2 separate regions of the Mus musculus genome follow, and region 2 is linked to region 1. The links are chromatin contacts, called in public HiCAR-type maps. All regions are on one chromosome and are shown on one strand. The core of a region is the stretch at or near the end of the contact, and the rest is flanking DNA. Distances in the headings are between cores, read along the strand shown.

What was found. HiCAR-type assays count read pairs that join an accessible place to other places.
Region 2: a contact with region 1 is called in a HiCAR-type map of astrocytes, with 3 times the contacts expected there. The contact joins two enhancer-like sites. A contact is called at or near these places in 4 of 39 promoter capture datasets (the 3T3-L1 cell line, liver and maxillary cranial neural crest), 1 of 115 datasets of contacts at active chromatin or transcription factors (astrocytes) and 1 of 9 other capture datasets (macrophages).

The regions. Positions count from the first base shown.
Region 1 is chr9:41,007,494-41,014,206 of GRCm38.p6, forward strand. Ubash3b (ubiquitin associated and SH3 domain containing, B) reads right to left here. Exons shown (of 14, transcript NM_176860.6): 14 at 6,133-6,713. Among named protein-coding and RNA genes, the nearest start is that of Crtam, 6.2 kb to the left of the region's middle. Within about 2 kb of position 4,583, at least 34 of the 459 cell types and tissues checked have an H3K27ac peak or open chromatin away from gene starts, as enhancers often do. A contact at or near this core is called in astrocytes, where this site is marked.
Region 2 is chr9:42,181,495-42,188,770 of GRCm38.p6, forward strand. 4930546K05Rik (RIKEN cDNA 4930546K05 gene) reads right to left here. Exons shown (of 7, transcript NR_040754.1): 6 at 4,632-4,841; 7 at 744-2,440. Among named protein-coding and RNA genes, the nearest start is that of Gm36390, 6.8 kb to the right of the region's middle. Within about 2 kb of position 2,252, at least 79 of the 459 cell types and tissues checked have an H3K27ac peak or open chromatin away from gene starts, as enhancers often do. A contact at or near this core is called in astrocytes, where this site is marked.

The DNA.
Region 1 (6,713 bases), core at 3,333-5,832:
CTGCATCCTCAGAGGCCTGGGAAGGGGGTATCTTAATACACAGATGCCTGCTTTTTAGTAATGGGGTGGGCAGAGACTACTTATTTGCTTGTTGATTGTTTCTATCTGCTTCTTCTTAGGTGCCTACAGTGCTCAAAAGCATCCTTATCCAAAGAGTCATGTTTGGATGGGACATATTCTGGAAAAGGCCACAGTTCTCTACAAGGACCACAGAAGGTCAAGGAGAGAGTGTCCACCAACTTGTCACCATGGTTTCCATTCCATGAGGTCTTTGTGTTTCATTACATTACTCCCAGGGACTAACATTGGATGGGAAGATGAAGAGGGCCAGACCATAGAGAAACAAAAAGCAACCTCTCTCTCCACTGCCTGTCATTCCCGTTGTGGGAGGTGAAAAGGTCAGAGAGAACTATTAAATAGGCCACAGATGGACATTGTAGGGTCAGGGCAAAAGGGGATTTCCCCATGAACCAACACTATGGGATTTTTTTTAAGTAGTTCTAAGAGGGCCTGCACTTCTTTTGTTGACCTTTCATGCTCTTGTGAAGAACTCTGGCCTTTCCTAACCACACACAGTGGTGGGATTGCCTGTTTCCCAGCAGTCACTGCTAGTAATTCACACTTGGAGTAGGAGTCTTCAAGAACTGTTGTAAAACCTGCTGTGGGGGTTTCTAAGATTGACTGGCAGCCTTTGAAATCCCTTCTGGATCCAGACTATGTTTCTCAGGAGCAGCAGAGAGCATGAATAACAGTAGACATGAGAGGGATGGAGCCTGCCTCATCACCTGCACTTGGTCAAGCACTTTCCCTACTGAGACATCTCATTGGCCTCCTTAGTTTCTTTCGTAAAATAACACCATAGTACCTGGTCTGTTTACCTTGCAAACTTATCACCAAGATCAAATGAAGACAATTTTAATTATGGGTTGTTCAAGCAACTTTCTAAATAAAATTCACGTGAGGTCAGCCACCACTTGTGGTACATGACTGTACCATCAGTCTGGAAGAAGAAACGAGGGGATATTAGTATGTTTGAGGGCAGACTAGGCTGCCTGGTGAGAGCCTACCTTGAACAAATGACCCGACCTCAATCACGATTACAACAAGATCCCCACAGAAGCTAGTTAACACAGCAACTCTACTCATCCTCTTTTTACGAAACCCCACTCACAGGGAAAAAAAGAGAGAAGGTATCTTTAAGAATGAGGCTTCCATTCCTCACCCTTCACATTTCCAGGCAGGTGGAACCATCCATGAGGAGTTTTATCTTGGCCTTTAAAAAGCTGTGATTAGTAGGGCAGTGGTGGTACATGCCTTTAATCCCAGCACATGGGAGGCAGAGGCAGGCAGATAGATCTCTGTAAGTTCCAAGGCCAGCTTGGTCTACAGAGTGAGTTCCAAGACAGCCCGCTAAAATAAGTTTCGTCTTAAAAAAATTAAAAAAAAAAGAAAAGCAGTTATCTATGTATTCGTATGGTACATTTTGATATTATTAGTGTATTTTATATCCCTTTCCCCATTTGATTATTTTTAAAATTTTTTTCCTTTTTAATTTTTTGGTGGTGATGGTAGAGGGGACAGATTTTCTCTGTGTCACCTTGGAAGTCCTGGAACTCACTCTGTAGACCAGGCTGGCCTTGAACATTTAGAGATCTGCCCGCCTCTGCCTTCCAAGTGTTAGGATTAAAGGCGTGAGCCACCACCTCCTGGCTTCCAATTTGGTTGTTTAAAATGTGCTGGCAAAAGAAAAGAAGGAAAAAATTTAAAAAGAATAAGACATAAGGGAGGAAAAAGGACCATTCCTGTGCTCATTCTCAGGTGAGGTGAGTTGAAGGTGTGCAGCAACCAGCCTGAGCCAGTGCCATACCCAGCTTTGGTCCCTGGAAGCATCATCCTTACTACAGCCTGGCCTTTCCCCTGCCGACTCATTGACCTGGACAGCCCAAAGAACACAAGGACAACCAAAAGCTGACCAAGCCAGGACATATTTTCCTAGCCAGAAGCAAGTCATCTGGGGTCCACATGTGTATTTCTTGAAAATGCAATATTCTTTTTCTTCGAGAGGAAGATGTTTTCGGTGCGGGGAGGGTCCTGACACAAGAATAAAACAACGAAACCAACCCACACAAACAGGAGAAGCAGCGCATTTTGCTGAGGTCAGCTTAAGCAGATGCAAAGCACGCTGGCTGATTTTTTTTTGTTGTTGTTGTTGTTTTTCCTTTCTGGATGTGTAGCCACCTTTTGCAACAACACAAAAGGGCAAAATAAGTCTAGGGATCTTTGAAGCAGAGAACAGCTGAGAACCAGCCAGAAGGCTAAACATAACCTGGTCTTTTGTGCAGACTCCAAGCACTGGCTGTCACATTTCCTCAGGAAGCGGATCCTGCCAGGGCCATGGATGGCTGTGAGGATGGAAATCTATATTCATGTCCAGGGCACAAATTTGCTTTCATCAGCGTTTATTTAAAATCTTATTAGCTTAACACAGAGTTCAGAAATGGAGCCTGTGAGTGTAGAATGTAGCTTGGGCTCCATTTGTGCCCCCTCTTCCTTCTCCACCCCCCCCCATGCCTTTCATATTCTTGCTTGATAGATGATGCCTGACACACCAAACCTTCTTGAAATGGTCATTGGTGGGGAATGATGATACCAATGGGGTTCAGAACTGCCCCCCTCAAATATGTCACTTTGGTATAACTGAGGATTATAAAACAAAGGAGTTTGCAAGTGACAGCGGGAAGGTCACTTCTAATACCTGCCCTGTTCTTTCCTAAGCAGAGGAGAACCCTCTCATAGGAGATGCTATTCCAACAACTGGGAAAAGGAGGCCTTCGTGTCTCTGATGATAAAGAGACACTGTGGAGAAACCGAGCAGGTGATACGAGTGCCAGGCAGATCCTTACACAAAAATCATATTCGTTGCTCTACCATATTTCTTTACAACCACCCACTTGCCCTCAAATTTAGCATTATTCACTTGCCCTCAAATTTAGCATTAAAACATTTAGGCTTTAGCCCTGTGTGGTGGTGTGTGCCTACAATCCCAGCTTTGGGGCACGGAGACAGGGGATCAGGGATTTACAGCCAGTTTCAGTGGTTTAACTAGTTCAAGGCTAGCTATGTGAGTCTCTGTCTCAAATACCAATAAGCAATTATATACATGTATGTGTTTAGGTCTCATTGTGTACTGAGGATTGTAAGGCGATTTCTTTGTGAAGTTTTCCATGCTGTACAACTTTTAAACTTGTCTACTTTTCTCTTGTTAATTTGTATTTGTCCCAGGAGCCTTAGCTCTGAACCTAGAATCCATTGACTGAAAGGTATAGGGTGGCCCACGGTTTGCCTAGGTTGAACCGAAGGCATTGAAGAGTGCACTTTGCCCAGGACTACTGGGCTCTCACTTCTTAATCGGGATGCCTCACCAGAAATACCCAAGATGCACAGGGCTGCAAGCATTTCCTCGCCTTTCCATCAGCAGCTAGCATCCCTCTGACTCTCTGTTGGAAGAGTCATACCCTTAATGGACACCCACGCAGTCACATTGATCACTTTACAGTACCATGCGAAGACACAACAGGAAGAGACCACACTCAGGACTTAAATCTGTAGTTGTGCTGGGGCAACTGAGGGCACAGTTTCTTTTTATTAAGTCATCTCTGAACCATATCATGTCAGTGGATATGAACTGATCACAAAGCTGCCATAGCTCTATTCGGAAGATCAGCTTCCCGGCCATGGAAGCACGAACAGCATGGGGAGTGTACAAGGAACTTGGCAGACCAACTAGGTGTGGTTTTCTAGTCTTATAATTACAAACTTTTTTTCCCCCAAATAAATACACCCAAATCATATAGCAAAAAAGAGACACAAAAGTCTCACGCGTGAGAAAGAGACTAACATGCCTTCCTAACACAGCTGGTTCAGTGTGGTGTACGCAGGAGTCAAAGGCTCTGGGATGTTGTTTTTATCTTAGTGGCAACCAAAGAACCAGTATACATTGTTTCCGTTTAAAACATGTATCACATACAGGGTTCCATGAATAGTTGAACAGCTGCAAAATTTCTGTGCAAGGAACAGTGGCTAGGGAGCAGCAGGCAAATATCTGTGAGGACTGACTGTATATTGTCTGACTACTAATGACTCTAAATCTTTAACCTACACACAGCAAACCTAATACTATATGTATGTAACAGCCCAGCTATTTCTTCTGCATCGAGAGGCAGTGCCTACAGTCACCCTCCCAGCAACCAGTGATGAAGAGTTATAAAAGCCAATCCAATTCTAGACGTGTTTAACGATGAAAAGCACCACACAGCCCCACCCCCATCACCTTTGTAACATGAACAGCTCCTAAGTAGACATTAAGTCAGGTTGTCCCTTGCCCGCCGACAGCACAGGCTCATCAGACTAGACCCCCCTTTTTCTCCTCCTCACGTGCATGTGCCGGATTAGACAATTTAAATGCAAATCTCCAGGAGTCTCATTATCCAACTTTGTGCAGATTTGGTACAGTTGACTGTGCCGATGCCTGTGAAACTTAGTGGGAGGCTCATCTGTATTCTAACACACACATATACTGAGAGTAGATTCAAAAGAGCAATTCACCACTGCTTTGAAATGAAACCCAGCGCCTAGGTAACAGGGGAATTCTGTTCTTGGAGCACAGAAACGAAGTTTTCTACAAAGGCAGTGAGCTAGGACCTTCTCTTCCTGTTGCCACTGTGTTCCCCATGACATCAGATAACTGAAGTAAGAGTGCATTTTCACAGGGAAACATGTAGAGTGGAAAGGAGATGTCCAGGCCAGTGCTACACACAGCAGGATCCCACCTACACGGACTCCAAACAGAACTGGCGAGGAAGCAATCATCAGCGATTTACCAAGCCCACAGGGCTCCAGAAGGCATACTTCTTCTATTTTTATTTTTATTTCTTTATTTGCAAAATCATCTTTCAAATATAAGGTTACTTTAAAACAACTCTTTGGTTAAAGTATAATTAAAATAAAAAGCCTCCCAAGCCTTTCATCACACGGTAAAAAAAAAAAACCCTCTTTCAGCCATCAGATGGCCACGTAATGAGCCATTCAGGCTGCATGAATCTCAATGCAAAGGGAAAGAGACACTGTCATCTGAATGTTACTGGGACCCCAGGGTGAACCAAAGGGCCCCTCACAGCCAAGCAGCAGTGAGAAGAGCCTGGGAAAAGGGCAGCCTCAGTGTGTGTATTAACACGCACCAATTGTTCCAGTCAGACACCCAGAAATCACAGGGACAAAGTCCTACCTGGGAGTAATACTAAAGCATTTTCACACTTGGTGAAGTAGGACACTGTTTGGACTTGTAATCGCGTATTAAACCCTTCCACTAATTTCATCTCCCCTGAAATATTTCAGATGGCTTTCCAATGCTTTCCAAAAAGAAAAAAGGAAAAAAAAAAAAAAAGGGTGTTGGGGGAGTCACGTGATGAAAAAATTATTATTTTTTTCCTGCTCTGTCCCTAACCCATCTGAGCTAGCATGAGCTGCAGATTGAAAAGAGCTAGCCTCAACTCAGGGTCTACTGCCAGCAGAGCTAGCCTCAACTCAGGGTCTACTGCCAGCAGAGACATTCTGTATGCATATGAAGTCTGACTATCCAGATATCTCTCTACACACAGATTCAGTGTGACTCCCAAGACTGCTCAACTGGACCCAACCTTTAATTCTTTTTATAGACCAGTGTCCAACAAGATGTTAACTGGATTCAGATCACGCAGCCATTTCGATAAGCAATTTGGAGAATTAAACTTTTCTGTTATCCACTTAAGTTCTTCAGAAAGTTACTTCAGATTGTGCCCTCCCTGGCTCTGTAGACAGTTGCCCAGGACGCTGTCTATATTGGATTAAGGACAATGGAATACAGCCCAATCAAAGTGATGCATTTACCTGAACACCTAAGACTAAGACATACATGCACATACAGGCACATACAATGTGATGCTTCAACGACACATTTGTTTTACATCCGTGTTCCTTCTCAGTGGCCAGGGTTTCAATTTGCACACACACGCTACACAACGAACTATCTCGAACTGGGCTACTGTCTGTGGCCCTGATGGCTATCGGGATACACAATTAAATCGACATGGATATGGGATGTTTTGGTTTGATTGTCATTTATTCTTCTTTTAAATACACACACTCTCTCTAAGTACAGGAAGTAGGTGCAGTGAGAGCCCACAGATAGGCTCTGACTCTCCAGCTTCCTTCAAGTGGTCCTCCCTCCCGTCTGTTCTAAATTACCATAGAAAAGCAAAGAGGGCAGCAAAAGAAGCAGTGCAGTTGTGACTGTCACCATTCACGTTAGTCCCTGGGCTTCCTGGACAACCTAAAATGGGCTAACCTATGGACATTCTGCTACAGTGGACATGGCCTGTATGTGACCAACAACACGACCCTCGGTATAGTTTCTAAAAATATCTGTATTGCACTGGAGGTTTTTTTTTTTCTTTTTGTGTTTTTGTTTTCTGTTTTTGTTTTTTGCTGATCCAAATAGTGAATCCAACATAACATCCTTTCAAATGTCAATCTCCTTAACTGCTTAACACAGTCTAGAGTCTGGGTGGAAAGACACGTCCTGATTCAGGCAGGCTTGGGGACTTCACAGTTCATCCGGCCATCACAGGGGTAATTTCAACTTGGTTAAAATTCTGCAAGTAGCTCCACCTCCCATT
Region 2 (7,276 bases), core at 1,002-3,501, 1.2 Mb after region 1:
CATAGTAGGACTCCACAAAGATGTTCATTATCTTGTCCCTGAAGGTCATGACAAAGATACTTTCCAGATGAGGTTAAATTAGGTATTTCAAGAGAAGGGATTTACCCTGCTTTATCTGGGGGGGGGGGGCAATGCATGTGTGAGGGTCCTTCAGAAAGGGATAAAGGAGAGAGGTGAGAGAATGGCTGAAGATGCTTTGTTACTGGTTTTGAAGATGGGGGAGAGGGTAGTAGCCAAAGAGGAAGGTGGCCTCTAGACAAAGCAAGAACACAGAGGGTCTCCTCTAGCCTCCAGAAGACCCTTGTTTATTTCCAGCTTCTCAAAGTATAAAGCAGTAAATTGTGTTGATTTAAGACACTAACTTTGTGTGGTTTGTCACAGCAGCAGCAGGTAACAAATGCATTTATTCTGATTTGTTATTGCTTTTGTTATTCTGCTGCTATGAAAAACTGAACACAATAGACATGAGGAGATAACTAGCATTCCCTATGTTTTAAAATTATTATTGCTGCTATTAATTATTAAATATGTATAGATGTTCTGCCTGAATATGTGTCTGTGTACCATGTCCATGCCTCGGGCCCACAGAGGCCAGAAGACAATGTGAGATGATTTCCCAGAGCTATAGATTGTTGTGAGTCACCATGTGAGTGCTGAGACTTGAACCCAGGTCCTCTGAAGGTGCAGCCAGTGCTTTTAACACCTGAGTCATTCTTCAGCATCTGACACATTTCATTAATTTACTTTGATAGTGGTTTTTATTAATACTTCTAAAGATCACCTCTGCTTTTTCAAATTGCCTGCAAACATTGAACTGAACCCACTGCCGTGGTCTATCTGAATTGAGTTCACCACCCAACTCGATACCTGTAATTATAAGTATCCCTTTCGTTTTTCGTTAAGGGCTTCTATGATTGTCCCTTATATATCAGATATAACAAGATAGCCTTCATCCGTCTGACCTGAGAATTCTTGCTGTGGTGGTTTGAATAAGAATGGCTCCTACAGGCTCATGTATTTGAACGCTTAGTCATCAGGAAGTGGCACTACTTGAGAAGGTTTAGGAGGTGTGGCCTTGTTGGAGGAAGTATGTTTCTAGGGTTGGCTTTTGAGGTTTCAAAACTCAAGCAAGGCCTAGTGTGTGTCTCTCTTCCTGTTTCCTGTCTCTCTCTTCCTGTTTTCCATCTCTCTCTTCCTGTTTCCTGTGGGTCCAGAAGTAAAATTTTCAACTGCATCTGCAGCACCATGTCTACCTGCATGCCTCCATGCTCCCCATCGTGACAACAATGGACTAAACTTCTGAAACTGTTAGCCAGCCTTCATTAAATGCTTTCTTTTGTAAGAGCTGCCATGGTCATGGTGTCTCTTTACAGTAATAGAACACTGACTAAGACGCTCGTGGTACCCAGGATTCGGCATATCACAGTCCCTTCACCTATCTTGGAATTGCTATAATCACCTATGCATGAACATTCACCCTGTTCAATGGGAAGCCCATTCTCCCTGAGCCAGAACTCTGAAACAACAGAGAGGCTGAGAAGTCCCATTTTCCTTAGGTCATACCCCTCAGCGGTAGTCTGTCAGCCTCCAGCAACAAAGCTCAAAGGCTCTGACTTAAGCTAACCTTGGTAATAATGATCACCTCCACCAGGGCTCACAGCTTCAAAAGCCATAGCTGTTCTCTTCAGAAAGCTTTGAGATTCCAGTTTCTCCACAGGCTTCATAGCAATGGCCTAATTGCCTTTCAGGAAAAATAAAATGCCCACATTTCTGAGCCTCCACCCCAAGGCCCCTAGGCCTTTGCTGTTCACTCCAGCAATGTTTGGGATTGCTAGTTACCAGATCTGATATATCTTCTCCAAGCTGTTTGCTTCCAGAGAAACAGCCCAAGGGACGACAGCCAGGGTAATGGGGAAATGAAACCATCCTAAAGCTTTCAAGTTTCCGAAAGATGAGCACATTTTCTTCTATGTTGTTCCCCTCACCTGCTCCTTGTCCTCACTGCCAACACTCCCTCTGGCCCAGATTTGTTGGCAGTCCAGGCAGGAGCCGACTGCCTACCAGGCATCCTCATTAAAATGCACTGTTCTTGCTAATTACGAGCCAAGATTCTCCCACGGTGGGCCTGGTCTGGGCACTGCCATTATCTTCATAAATAGGCTCTTTACTTTGCAAACGCTGCTGTCACAGTCAGGCATTCTCAACCTGGCAAGGGCTCTGTGCATTCTTGAGTGGTGGAGGGAATGTGTCAGCAAGAGAAGGCAGAGGTATTCATGCCAAAGCAAGGCTCTGTCCTGAGTTCACCCCACTCAGTCTGGGCAGCAGGCAGCCAACACAATGGTTGAATCCGAGACTCCAGCCATGGCGGGCAGCAGCATATGGACCAGATCTTCTGGAAAAATTTATTTCCCATCATTTTCATCTTTACAGCAAAGGCAACCTAGTCAATGTAAAAAAAAAAAAATGTTTTTGAGAGCTCTGTTTTTTTTTTTAAAAAGAATGTTCCCACCCTACCCTCCCCCCCAAATTCACAAACTGGATGGCGGTGTAGGGGTGTGTTTGTGTGTGTGTGTGTGTGTGTGTGTGTGTGTGTGTGTGTGTAGGGGGGACAGATGAGTGCTTGGTCTCCCAAATATGCCATATGCAAGCTTGTCTATGAGAATTTGTTTATGTATTTAACTTCCTTTGCCTACAAAGCTCTGTGTACAGTTTTCTGTTTAGTGCTCAGCCGCCTTTTCCAGTGCTAGCTCTGTCTGAATACAGTCTGCTCTGATCCCTTCACATATGCCACCCCTTTTCTGCACCATCAGGGTGGTTCTATGTCATTTCTTAAGTAGTGCCTACTGTATAATTCTGGCTTTGTCCCCATAGCACACCTGTCACATGTAGCACACCTATGGTCTCTAATCCTTAACAATGGACCTTCAATCTCATTTTGTAATGAGAACACTGAAGCTCAGGGATGCCCCTCCCCCATCCTTCTTCTTAGCCAGGAGCAAAGTGAGGCTTGAAACCTTTAGCTGGTTGTTCATGGTAAGCCTTCGACCCTTCGACCCTATACTAGGTTACAGAGTGCTGGGGGGAGATTCTGCTCTTAGGTGCTCAGTAGAAATGAGTCAAAGAACCAGCCCCACACCATAGCCTAATTAGCTCCCTAAGACATGCTGTCAAGAAGAGCTGTATGAGAAGATAGCTCAAAGTGTCAGGGCAGAGAACATGCCTTTTTGCAAATTCACAGCTCATGAAATTTACTATTAAAAGGGCCACAGGGCCGGGAAGGTTACCGGCCTTCCCTCTAACATTGGTGCAATAATGAAGCACTCCTCAGACTCTGAGGTGCAGAGGCACTGTGGCAGGATCCTGTTAAAGTGCAGGGGGGGTGTAATGCAGGGCTGGGGCTACTCTGAGCAGCCAGACAAGAAGAGACTGCTGACAGACCATGTAAGAGCACGTGGGATCCATAGAAGCAGGAGGCTGTGAGGGTGTGAAGCCAGGTAGGGCTGGGAGTGAGAGAAAAGAGGGAAAATGTCACTGTGTGTCTATCACTCGTTGACCTATGTCTCCCCTTATCTCAGACCCTTTGCCTGGAAACCCCTTCCAATTTCTTTGCCTCGGCCCCACCCCCAAACTTTCATTTGTCCTTGAAAACAACTTAGAGGTCATTTCTAGTAAGCTTTGCCACTCATTGAGACTCAGCTGAGTTTCTTCTCTCACCTCTGGATAATGGTTGGCTCACATCTTAGGTTCTGTCTGCCTCCACCCCCACCCCCAACCAGGACTGTGCATCCCTTGAGGTCAGAGACTACAAATTAATGAAGTGGTACGAAATGGGTGTTTTTGAATACGCGGAGCTTACCACAGGGACTGAAAGGGATCATGTAGAGGAAGCCAAGCTTTCCTCTCCCCACCCCTAGGGCTCAGAATTAACTTGAATAAAATGGATGCCCAGGAGAAAGGCATACAAATGTTATTAGCACAAGTCAGGCGTGACACAGAGTCTTCATAAAGAAAAGAAGACTCCCAAAGACCTGGGGTGGAAATCTTACAGACGGATGGGACAAGGAGGGGAAAAACCAACAACATAGCAACAGACAAGAAGAGGCATCAGTAGCAGCACTAGAGACAGGGCAGGAAGAGGGGACAGGGAAGAAGGGATGGACTGATACCCAGACTGGGAAAATGCCATTTCAGATATATCCATGAAGCACAGCATCAGAAAACAGCATGCATTGAGGTATGGAATAGATAGACATCTAGTCTCTCTCATACATCTGACCTTATGACAGGTCAAGTAAAACGGCTCGGTCAAATGTCTAGAGCATCAGGCCCTAATGGGTCAGCCCCGGCCCAAAGCAGGAGAGAGGGAGAGAGGGAGAGAGGGAGAGAGGGAGAGAGGGAGAGAGGGAGAGAGGGAGAGAGGGAGAGAGGGAGAGAGGGAGAGAGGGAGAGAGGGAGAATCACCATTATTCATCTGATTGGCTAGATCTAGTTCACAGTCCCACCCAGAGTCAAGAGGTGGAGAAACAGGTCTATGCCTTGGTGAGAGAAGGACCACAAGCCAAAGGAGAGAAGACAGTTACAAAGTGTGGCTACAGGGATCAGGGACTGTGAAATCAACTTCATCAACTTACATTGCAAGGGACTGTGGCAGGCACTAGGTTCCTCTCAGGATAGATCTGACTGGAGGGCTGTCATTCTCAGGAGGTGCCTGGGCTGCAAAGTGTGACCACTCCTCATTCTTGGCTCACCAGCCACCTCAGGCAGATGTCTCCCCAGACAGGCTTCCCAGCTGTTTGCTCCAGCTGTGCAACTGATGTGTGTCCTTGCAATTCAGACCATACCTAAAAATAGGGTGAGTGAGTTATGACCAGAGAGAGAAATCTGTTAATAAAAGATAACTAAACGAATAAAAAATAAGTTTGAGTTTAGCTTTGTTCAGACTACCAAGTTTTCCCTCAGTCTGTCTAAACCCTTGAGTTGTTCATGAATGTAATATTTTCTTTTTGTCTTCCTTCTTTTAACTTTTATTTTCTGAAATAGGGCCTTGTGCAGCCCAAGGTAATAACTCCTGCTCCCCCAGTCTATCACAGATGTGAGCCACTGCCCCCAGTTTGTATTTTCCATCTAATGGTTTGAATAGGTTATTCATTAAATTCAGCTTAAAAGACTATCTGTAAATCTTTCCTCTTCCCCAGTGAGTTAGTCCATCTCAGAGGCAAATGTTATTTTAAATCAGTCTTCCAAAAATGAAGAGAAGATTTGATATAAACAAATACATATGCTTTGTCATTGACAGTATATTTTGATTTTACTTTTTCAATTACCATTATTTCAATAAAACATTTTCCAAACTAAAGCATAAAAACTGTTCTCATTCTAGTTTAGGGCATCATGATTTTCCATTGTGTGAGTGCATGAAAGTGCCTGTGGTCACTCCCTGCTGGCAGCCATGGAGTGTATGTCCCTTCTCTTGGTGATATATATATATATATATATATATATATAAAATTAGATCCAACGAGATCTGCAGGAAGACACTTTCAGAATCCAAGTTTGGAATTGATGAATGGTTTGATGGCAGTGACTGCTCTATTTGTCTTCTGATTGGAGTCTTTGTCTTAGTTGTACTTGTGAAGCACACACACACACACACACACACACACACACACAAAAGATAGCCAATAAGACAGCTCAGAAAATAAAGGGACTTGCATCCAAGAATGATAGTCCTAGTTAAATTCCCAGGTCCCATGTGGTGGAAGAAGAGAATGGGCTCTGGAGTTTTGTTCTCAGACTTCTACAAGAGCACTGTGGTATGAATGCACACATACACAAACACACACACACAAAGTAAAAATGCAATTAAAAAAGAGAGAGAGAGAGAGAGACACCACAGAAAATTTCATGAGATACTTGGCATGTGCCTGGTATTTGGGAACTATATGTTTTAACCTGTAGAGGAAGCCATATGAGAGAGCAGGGTCCTGGGAGGAAACAGATGGCCAAGATTCAAAATAGAAGCCAGTCTGGGAATGCAGCCCAGGGCTGGAGTGTGTGTTTAGCATGCACAAGGCCTTCTCCACAAACCCCCAGCACCCACCCTGAGTTTACAAGGCTGGTGAGCACCATTTGGGCAAGCCAGCTCATTGTAGCGTCTCCTCATGCATGGCTGCGGTTCCACACTAGGTGCCTCTGCTCTGCTCTCTGCACTCTTCAGATCCAGAGGCTGAATTCAAGGCGCACAGAACTAGTCACTTGGAAAAATAGTGTCTTGGCCATGATCATTGGATTCATATGGATCTCAGGCCAACTCAGACAAGCCAAAATGACAGTCACCACTGAGAATTCAGGGAGGATGTTAACTTATCCACAGTCACATTGTACACTGATTGTTTCTGAATGGTAGCATATGTACCTGCTGCCTCAGAATTACTAAGAAACAGGTTAGGCCTCGCATATCAGACCCACAGAGCCAGTTTGTCTGGAGTCTATAATAAGCTCCCTTCAGGCCCCGTCATGTCTGGGAACTCTACCAAGACAACAGCATAAGTAAACATGACTGCGTTCAGAAACTAGGAAGCTCAGCCCTTCCAGAGTTTATATAAGGGACACACCAAATGTTCTGTGCTCTGGTGGCCTGATGCTAAGTCATGGGAGGACTGAGCTTTCTCTCTGACTTGAAAGGGCTCAGCTGCTGACAGGGGTCCCTGCATGGATGGGACTCTGAAGTGGTAATAATACAGAGAAGCATGTAGTAGGGCAATACTAGTCAGGAGACTGATCTACATCTCCTTCTGCCTACTCCACAAGTCCTTCCGGGTGTGCAGTAAATGATGCAGGTGGAATGTTTGGTTATGACATTGGGATAGGTTGAAGTGACAAGGAAGTTAGTCTGGGGGATGAGGGGCAGGGGGACTAGATCCCAGTGGGCACAGATGACTCCTAGGAGGTGCCTCTACAGTAGCACCAGCTGCTTTCTCTGGAAGGTGGATGGGTTTAGACTAGTGGATAAGCAGTAAGGAGCTGGGGGGAATATTGTTTAGATTTAAAGTCTAGAGTCAATGTGGAGAGCTCTGATTTCTCATTGGGGAACAAGGTATTCTCATTCAAGGTCCTGGTGATTGAGCTAGACCTGGGTTCTAACTGTAAAGGATCTGTTGGCCCTGGAGTTGGGTCATCAAGGACTGCCACTCTTAGGCTTAATCCAACCTTTGACAGTTTTCATATCCTCTGTAATTGCACTGCAGATTCAAGCTCTGAACTCCAACCAGGATTC